Regions from separate parts of the Rattus norvegicus genome. Here region 1 is linked to region 2. A link is a contact called in public Hi-C data. All regions are on one chromosome and are shown on one strand. Each heading gives the region's core, a stretch centred on a gene start, on an enhancer-like site or on the middle of the called end of the contact. The rest is flanking DNA. Distances are from core to core; before and after follow the strand shown.

Evidence for each region. Hi-C and Micro-C count contacts between places; a contact is called where the count stands out from the background.
Region 1: a Hi-C map of the Rat2 cell line shows a contact between it and region 2, with 3 times the contacts expected there. The contact joins two enhancer-like sites. A contact is called at or near these places in 2 of 12 Hi-C or Micro-C datasets (the Rat2 cell line and mammary epithelial cells).

What each region holds. Positions count from the first base shown.
Region 1 is chr7:96,206,719-96,211,720 of GRCr8, reverse strand. No RefSeq gene overlaps it. Among named protein-coding and RNA genes, the nearest start is that of Rgs22l, 300 kb to the left of the region's middle. Within about 2 kb of position 1,945, at least 11 of the 93 cell types and tissues checked have an H3K27ac peak or open chromatin away from gene starts, as enhancers often do.
Region 2 is chr7:95,848,586-95,853,729 of GRCr8, reverse strand. No RefSeq gene overlaps it. Among named protein-coding and RNA genes, the nearest start is that of Pvt1, 310 kb to the right of the region's middle. Within about 2 kb of position 1,424, at least 26 of the 93 cell types and tissues checked have an H3K27ac peak or open chromatin away from gene starts, as enhancers often do.

The sequences.
Region 1 (5,002 bases), core at 696-3,195, 360 kb before region 2:
GAGTAACCTATCAGTAATAGAAACTTACTACTATCCATGGTAAGAAGACCAAAATTACAGTGCTGAAAGACTTGGCTTCTAGTCCAATAAGAAGCCTTTGTAGAAACACAACTACTTCTCATTTTTCTTTATATCTTCGCATGAAGAAGGAGGAAGGGAGCTCTATGAGGTCTCTCATAAGGTCTTTAATCCATTCATGAGAACTCAATTTTCTTAACTTTATCACCTCCACGAGGTGCTACTTCCAAATCTCATGACGTTGGGGAGGATACTTTAACAAATGAATTTGAGAGGTACACAACTTAATCTACTTTCTTTCTCTTTATCATTATTTGGTGTGATCTTCATCACACCTTAAAGCAACTACATTGTCTCTGTTTATACAGAGAGAAACGGAGGTGTGCAAAGTTCATGTTGACTGAAAGCATATGTCTAAAATATAAAACAGAATTTGTCTCTTCCTAAATGCGCAGACTAGACTCAAAATATATATTTATGTACTGTTTAAAATATATGTAAATATAAAACACATGCCACTTAGAAAATAATTGATTATATGATAGAGCATTATGCATCTACTATAATGTATGTTTATAATCATAGAGAAATTAATAATACCAGAAAAACAGTGTGATAAGCAAATAGAGGTGATAGTTATATTAAAGGATTATATTTGTCCCCAAAATATTTTAATAGTATAATCATCATTTTAATCCAGTTTTAATTTTATTACTTAAATGTCTTATTATTCATTCACTTAGCTTATATTATTTTAGATAGTATTTAAACTGCATGTTCATATACATTTATATATACAATTGTCTTGGAAATTCTGATACTTGTAAATACTTCTAAAACATAGAACTTATGTGTCAGGCCTAAATAAAGAGATATTTAATTTTACCATGTATGTGACTGCACCTATGGTTGAAGACTTGATAAAGCTGAAGGGATATTATTGTGCTAGAACAAAAAATATATAATAATTTGACAGAATTTAATTATACTTTTAATTTAATTCGATAATTACAATAGAACCTACTTGCAATGGAGATGAAGCTAAAGAAAACGTGCTGTGACCTATCTACATGTCACATAGAAGAGACAAGTAGGTTTATCAAGTCCTTAGAAGACAGGTGTTCTACTACCTAAAGACTATATACATGGACTGATCCTGGACTCTGACCTCATAGGTAGCAATGAATATCCTAGTAAGAGCACCAGTGGAAGGGGAAGCCCTTGGTCCTGCTAAGACTGAACCCCCAGTGAACGTGATTGTTGGGGTGAGGGCAGCAATGGGGGGAGGGTGGGGAGGGGAACACCCATAAAGAAGGAGAGGGGGAGAGATTAGGGGGATGTTTGCCTGGAAACCGAGAAAGGGAATAATATTCGAAATGTAAATAAGAAATACTCAAGTTAATAAAAAAATAAAATAAAATAAAATAAAATAAAATAAAATAAAAAAGAAAGAGGCAACAGTACCTGGGGCTTAGGCCTTGGGTGTTCATCCTCTTTGAGCAAAAAAAAAAAAAAAAAAAAAAAAAGAAGACAGGTGTTCTGACTGTGCTATTCTTACCTACAGTAGTACAAAATAATAGGCATTTTATTGAGAGAACCACGAAACCCCGAGTTACTAGGAACTATCACTGAGATGGATAGACAAACTTCGGGCTGAGCTTTCTACCTCTCTAGCAGACTCAGAAGAAAAACTTTCAGCAACACTTGGAAAGGCATGATTTGTCTTTTCCTAGTCTTATGAAGGCCAATGAGGTGACATGCCATTTGATAGAGAATGACAGAGAATAAGTGTAACCCTCATGTATTTAAAATGTGGTGTTATTAACAGAAAAAATATCTAACTTATCTTAGGAAGTGGAGTACCCTGAAGTCAGTAACACTCTTCGTTTTAAGGAAAGATTCATTCCCCTATGTTTCTGGGCAAAGAGCCTGTATGAATAAGATCATAAATGCCATGGCTACTCTGAGGTCATTGTGAGAAAATAATAGTCCTTGATGATAAAAGAACTGGTTAGTCATTAATTCCAGCCCATTTGCCAACAAAGAAGAAGGGAAAAAAAACATTTGAAAATCAGCAACCACTGTATTCCACTAGGACTGGATTCTTACTGAGATTTGGATCTTCAAAGCCTCTATGCAGCTGTATATCCCCCCCTCCCTTTAATTTCGAAGGAACTTGAAAGAAGTCCTTCTTTCTTAGAATTATTCTTTGTATTCACAGAATAGATCTACCCTTTCACACCACCCTAAGAGAGCCGGCTAGCCAAGCTACTGAAACATGGATGAGAATTATTAATGCAATGCAATGAAAGATAAATGGTCAGGACCGGTGCTGCCACAGCAACGCCTTCCTAAGCCAAACCACAGGTGATGCGTTTGGGTCTCAAGATTGCTGAGAATGTTGGATGGAATTCAGTGCAAGGTTATTTTATTACTACATAAGCAGACCACAGACCATAGTTGTGAAGGACACATAAGACAGGAATCCAGATGAAGACACACTTTCTACCCTTTCCCAGTTAACCACGGAAGTGGCCTCAAGTTGTGAGATGACATGCAGGCAAGAATGAGTATGTTCCAGGAGAAAGGATGAGGAAATGTTCTGTATAATCTTAAGTTTGTGATGAAGGATGGCATAAGTCTACCTTGGCAAATACAGCAAGCCTCCATGGTGTTGCTTCATAGGATCTTAAGTTCTAATGGAATTTCTGTAGGCCTATGTACTCATGATGTTCTTTGCCTAGAATATGTAAGCCCTCTTAGCCTTTGTTTTCTCATTTGTTTTGCACACAAAGTAACGTCTGTCTTGTTGGCTTTGTATCATCCCCTGTGACTCACATGTTTGAAAACTTGGTTCCAGCTGGTGACATGGTTTGGGAAGATTATAGAGCCTCAAGGGAGTGAGGCATTACTGGAGGAGGAAGTGGGTCTTTTGGCTTTCTAGCCTAGATTTCTTCCTGACTATCTGTCCATGCAGTGTGAACCACCACACACACACACACACACACACACACACACACACACACACCCATTGGCTCTTTTTCCAATGCTTTCCTGAGTAAAAAGGAACATATCACCTGGCAAAGGAACTCTTTATTTCTTAAGTTTTCATAGTTGTTTCTTAAACTTTAACACAGCAATAGGGAAAGTAAACTAACATGGCATGATAAATAAATGTCATCATGAGACACAATCTGACACACAGTAGGTGCCAAAACGTGCTTTTACCCAGTCTCCCTTCATTCTTGCCATCAATATCTGTTCATTCACATAGATAAAGAGATCAGGAGTCTAGGATCATAAGGGTATCATTTCACCAAGTTGACAAAGAGAAGACTTTCTGACTACTCAAGGTACTTCCACTTCGACAGGGAAGAGGTCCCATTTAATTTCAGACATCCTCTCAAAGTTCTCACTTTTGCATAGCGCATCCCCTCCAAAAAACAGCATTCATTTGACTTTGGGATGGAAGCAAAACAGCCATTATTGTATCACATCAAAAGGCCTGAAATGGAGACAATCAAAGTCAGGAAGAGCTGTGTCTGTGTCTTAGATGATCTGGAAAGGCTCACCACAGCTCTTTATATATTGCATGCAGTGTCTCAGCCCTCATTTCATATGTTAGGCTGTCTTCTCAATGACATGGTAACATATGCTTTGATCATTGTACTTTAAAATAATTTATTAACTTTTTCACCAAATCAGAGAAGATGTGAGGACTTGATATGAATCACTGATGTCATATTCTATATTTTATACATGAAAATACTTGTCTTCAAGAGAGGCTACAGATCTTAGATATTAACTGGCAAGACAGGAAATCATACACAATCTTTGTGAACCCAACCAAACAGTTATAGCAGTAGCTACCCATAGCTTTTGGAGGTTTCCCTAGCTTAACAACTTTTCCTGGAATAACAAACTGTTTTTCTATGTCAATGCTTTGAAACAGTAATTAGATCTGAGCATTTGCAAATCTCCAGAAACAAAGCAATTTGGTCTGAAAGTATTCTGTTATCACTTTGATATAATTCATAGCTCACTTCCTTTTTATCATGATAAATAAATGTTGATGTTCTTAAATCATTAAAAAAGAAAAGGAAAAAACACAGGCTGATAACTTGTACCTTCCCTATTCCATTCAGGGATATTTGATCCACTGCACAATTGGATCTGAAATAGGAACCAAATATGCCTGATTTCCTATCTGAGATGCATACCATTTAGCATATGTGCTATTGAAGTGAACACTCAAGCATTCTTTACTTAATCAATTGCCAAACTACTTTTTAAAAACTCATGGTGCAAATAGGAGTCACTGATTATGTACCATATACTTTGCTTTATAAAATATGCATGACTAAAATGAACACATTACTAACTGTCCTAAATATAATACTTTTATAATAATAATGGAATGGTACTTATACTAGGCTTAATATTAAAATAGTAGTATATAAGAGATGCCCTTCAACAGAGGAATGGATACAGAAAATGTGATACATCTACACAATGGAGTAGTACTCAGCTATCAAAAACAATGACTTCATGAAATTTATAGGCAAATGGATTGGAGTAGAAAATATCATCCTGAGTGAGATAACCCAATCACAGAAAAATATACATGGTATGCACTTACTAATAAATGGATATTAGCCTGAAATCTTGAATTACCCAAGACATAATCCATAGACTGCATGAAGCTCAAGATTTCTTCACTCCTTCATAAAGGTGGAACAAAAATATTCATAGGAGAGGATATGGAGACAAAGTTAGGAGCACACACTGAAGGAACAGTCATTAAGAGCCTGCCTCACATGTGACTCATATAAATACAGCTACTAAAACTAGATAAGATTGATGAAGCTAAGAAGTGCATGCTGGCAGGAACCAGATATAGATATCTCCTGAGAGACACAGCCAGAGAATGTCAAATACAGAGGTAAATACTAGCAGCAAACAATTGAACTGAGAATGGGCAGCA
Region 2 (5,144 bases), core at 175-2,674:
ACCTCAAGTTCAGCATTCAGTAAAAGATGTCTGTCATATTCTCACCCCCTATACTCTACATTTAGCTATCTAGTAATCCATTATTCATTTGGAAGCAAACTATCTTGTAGTGCAAGCTGATCCTAAACTTGCCACTCCATCAAAGATGACAATGAACTCTTGACCCTCCTTCCTTCACCTCCCACAGGCTGAGATTAAAGACCTATACCACCACATCAACTTACATCTCATTTGAGTAGAGATGTGAAAGTTACATTATTGGGTGTCATTCCCCATTCTGTTGTTTTCACTCGCATACTGAGCCTCACAATTGTGAAGAGTAGCAAACTGTATCTGTAGAAGCTACTGAGTGATGTATGAAAGACCAATTGCTATCAGATCATTTTAGGTACTTTACCCGTGCAATATGGCTCTAAAATTCAGGCCCTGGCTTAAAAGTCCTGGCAACACTGGTGGTTGATATTCATTGCTCTTTAGTATATCTATGTGGCCGTGTGGGCATGGATATCTGAATGTGTATATGTGGGTAAACAAGTGTGTATATTGTGCACCTGTGGGTGTGCAAGTGTGTGTCTGGGTAGGCACGTGTGTACATGAGTGTGCTGAATTTGTTTGGCTAAAGAAGTTATTTCTTATCTGTGTGCCACACAACATATCAAGGTTAGGGGACAATTAGGACAAGTCCCTACATTCCAAGGACCTATAACCTACCTCCAGTAGGAAGTAGAAATGAGAGCCTTTGAGTAGTTGCTACAATATGGATTAGAAACTAGTGAAATGATATTCATAATCAGTGCCTGTTCCATAGTAAGAGCTCAGTAAACAAGGGAGATGGAAAGGCAGACAGACAGGCAGACAGATACATATATACACAGAGACACACACAGACACACACAGAGAGACAGAGAGACAGACAGAGACAGACAGAGACAGACAGAAAGGCTGATTATATGATAGTATATTTGGGAAATTATTTAAAAACACATATAGGCATACAACCCTGAGAGGACATCTATTTCAGTCCCCTTACTTTATACTTGAAAAAGTCAACACTATGTCAGAACAAGAGCACAAGAATTCTCTGTCCATGCTCCTCAGGAAGAGATTGACACCAGTAGGACCCCTGGTTTCTGACACCCACTTAGCTCCTTGCTTTTTCTGGGATTTCTCTCCATGTCATAGGCAGCCTTCCAACTGCCCCTCCTCAAATGAAAGGAAATTATCTGTTCTGAACCAAGGAGATTCTTGTGAAAAAAATTCTTGTGAAAGCACCTCCCGTCTGCTTTCCCTCTATCTGCTCATTGATGGAGGTCAAGTAAAGGTCAAGGAATGTTCCGATGACTGGACTTCTGGGTCTCCACACCCAAGAATGCAGCCAAGCTTCAAATAAAGCAGACTGTGCGGACAAGAATTCAGACGGGCTCCCCCAAGTTCCAGGCTTCCTTTTCCTGGTAGAAGCCACCAGCTGTCTTGTTGCTAGGAGACCAGTGTAGGTAGAAAGTACAATAACTATAGTTTTCTAACTTATCTGAGAATGCAGTTTGTCTTTGCTCCCTCGGGGATTCAGCTTCCTTAAGAGCCAGCTATCACAGCCAGACAGAGGGAGACCATTTTTTTTAAATGAAATGGATAGAGCTTTTCCTGGGCATGGAGTGTTATCCAGCAGAGACCTGGGAGCTGCCAATTACTGATGCAATGTTTGGGAAAGAGTTGCTGAGTACACATGACTCAACAAAATATAACAATTTGCGTCCCTATCTCTTGGGAAGTTGTACTTATCAGAACCAATAAGAGCTGTGTGGTCAGTAAGTACACTGAGCTGTATTTATCATGAGGGAATTGAGAAGGAATTAAAGCCCCAAGGATTGTGAGTGGAGGAGATGATTTGAGTCACTATCTGTCCGGGACTTTCCTTTTCAGTGGCATTCCAATTGTACAGACCTCACCCTGGCAAATCATAGCATTGCTCAATATTAAAAACATTTGCCTGGAATGCAGGACATGTGAACTCAGACACCCCCTACAGCTTCACAGTGTGATCCCAGCATGCTGCATTCACTGGAATGGGGACAGTGCCCAGAGGTGACACAAACCACACATAGAAAGGCAAGAGCACAAAGTGTGGCAACAAGACCTTTCCCAGACTTTGCATAGCACTTAACGCCACCCACTGATGACCCTGGCAGAGATGGAAAAGGAGAGTGAACCAGTGTATTCTTTTGCCCTTAGAAGAAAGTAAGAATGTAAATTGATTTCCTCTTTCTCTGGTGGTGTGCTAATTTGTCTGAAGCAGAAAAGTGAAGAAGAAGAAGAAGAAGAAGAAGAAGAAGAAGAAGAAGAAGAAGAAGAAGAAGAAGAAGAAGGAGGAGGAGGAGGAGGAGGAGGAGGAGGAGGAGGAGGAGGAGGAGGAGGAGGAGGAGGAGGAGGAGGAAAAGAAGAAGAAGGAGGAGGAGGAGGGGGAGGAGGAGGGGGAGGAGGAGGAGGAGGAAAAGAAGAAGAAGGAGGAGGAGGAGGAGAAGAAGAAGGAGGAGGAGGGGGAGGAGGAGGGGGAGGAGAGGGAGGAGGAGGGAAGAGAAAGAGGAGAAAGGAAGGGAGGAAAAGAGAAATGGAGGAAGGAGGGAGGGAAGGAATGGGTCATACAATTTACTCCCAGTGAACTTCAGGAGAGGAAATATAATGTCATCAAATTCCCCATCTTCTCTGTGTCTAGGGATCCTCCCAGTTCAGCTGAGACAGTCAAAGTAGCAACCTGTGTTAAACTTGTTAAACTGTAAGTGAGACTATAACTTCACAAACTCAAAGAGCTATTTAATCCATGCAGTGTCTTCCAGAGCTCAGGGTTTTGCCAGTGCAGGGCTAAAGGCAAATAGAACATTCTGACTAACTATAGCAGGTCACTGCCCACCCCCGCCCCCACCATTTTCAAAGTTTCTCTAAGAGAAACTCTCCTCAAACACTTCTGATTGCTCAGGCCAGCTGTCAAAGACGATGCCCTCTTTCACACAGGACAGCAATTAGCCAAAATCATCCCAAATTACTGCCACTGTGAATCTCTAATTGCCCATCTGGGTTTGTGGTTTTGTCTAAAAAAAAAAATCATACAGAAGGGGCAAGTAAAGGGATATGAACTGAGGATTTCTGAGTAAGTGTAAACACGCTTCTTCAGAAGCAGGGGGTCAAGCTCAGGGAGGGCAAAGATATAGACAGAATGTAAAGGTGAACTTTATATCCTGAAACTCTGGAGGAAGTAGAGAAGCATGGGCTCAGAAGACAGGATCATAACCACACTGACCTTGGCAGACCACTGCAGAGTTTTGGTTGTTGACTGACTATGTGACATAGGCATTATAAGAGAATCAAAATGTAGCACTTCTGAAGTTCACTCATACTCATTGTGCATGACCTTAGGTAAGTCGAGACTTCTTCCTTCCTCTTGCCTTTCCCAGATTTGCCATCTTTCGTTCCTCCTGTATTAAATGCCTCTCAAGTTTTTCCTAGGACATTTTTATCCCACTACCCTGATTTGCCCATGTTAATGTGATAAAATATGCTAATCAAAGCAACCCAAAGGAGAATGGGATCATTCCAGCTCTCAACTCTAGGCCAGTGAGCCAGTGAAGGCAGCAGGAACTTTGAGCAGCTAGTCAAGAGCAGGCAGGGAATGAATACATGCATGGTTGGTCAAATTAGTTTCTCTCCCTCCTCCCCCCACCTTATATAGGCTAGGACCTAAAGTCAAGAAATAGTACCATTTGCTTATAGGATGGGTCTTTCTACATCAACCAGCCCAATCAAAAGACATGCCCACAGGCAACACTGTGGAGGCAATCCCTCATTGTAACACTCTTCCTCAGTGAGTCTAGCATGGGTCAAGCCAACAATCTGAACCAATCATCATACCTATTTTGAAGCCTTTCTCAAATATCTTCTACTCTGAAATCCAGTCTTATGAACTACTACTGACCTTAGGAACCCTGCTTAGGGTCCACTGATCATCTCTTTCACTGCACATACTGCTACCCAGCCCAACATTGCCTGTGATGGCTACCCTTGGTTGCTGTCTTGGCCACATGTGGAATCAACAGAATCTCAAGCATCTGGACATACCCTCAGGGGATTTTTCTTGATTGGAGCATTTGAGATCAGAATACCCTACACCTTGGCCATACCTTCTTGTGGCAGCCACATAAAAGGACATGGAAGAAAAAAGCTCTGTTATTCACCTACTTGCCCTCACTCTGGCTGGCCAGTTCATCTCTCTTGAAGCTGTGGCATTAGTTCCTACTTCTTGAAGATACCAACCTAGACTGACCAGCTGACACATCCAGCCTCCCAGAATGAACCACCACCAGATACTTGGCCTTTCTATCACGAGACATCCATTGTTAGATTAGCCAGGCCACAACCCATAAGCCACAAGAACTCTTGACTAGTATATTACCAACACATCTTGATCCAGGAGTAGATGAATAAACAAATGTTGGTAATGCTGATAATATTGAAGATGGATATAATACATGATTATAAATCTCAGTTACCCAGAAGCCTGAGAAATGATTGTGAGTTTAAGACCTTCCCTGGGCTACATAGAAGCTACTACCCTCTTCCACATGAAGGGAGGGAGGGAGGGAGGGAGAGAGAGAGAGAGAGAGAGAGAGAGAGAGAGAGCTATAATACTGACAAATTTTGGTTCAAATGAGAGTAAGTAGAGGCCTACTATATAAGGTATTGAATTTCATCCATTTTCATGTGTGTGGGGAGGGTATATGGATAGGATGTGCATGCATATGTGTATATAAATTCACATATATACAGGCATACCTGTGAATACATGGATGTTTAGGCCCTAGGCTAATATTGAGAGTCTTTCTTGATCACTCTCCACTTTATTCATTGAGCCAGAGTCTTTCAGTTGAGCCCAGTGCTTGCCTATACCTGCCCTATGTGTACTTATAAGAATACACTAAAATCTATTGACCCAAAGAAAACAAAGCTCAGGCTGCAGAGAAAATTCAGTCAGTAAACTGCTTGCCACCCAAGTTCAAAGAGCTGAGCTCAAATCCCCAGAACTGGAATAAAAAGCTAAGTGTTTAAACATATATCTAGTCTCAGTGCTACTGTGACAAGATGGGTAATGAAAAAAA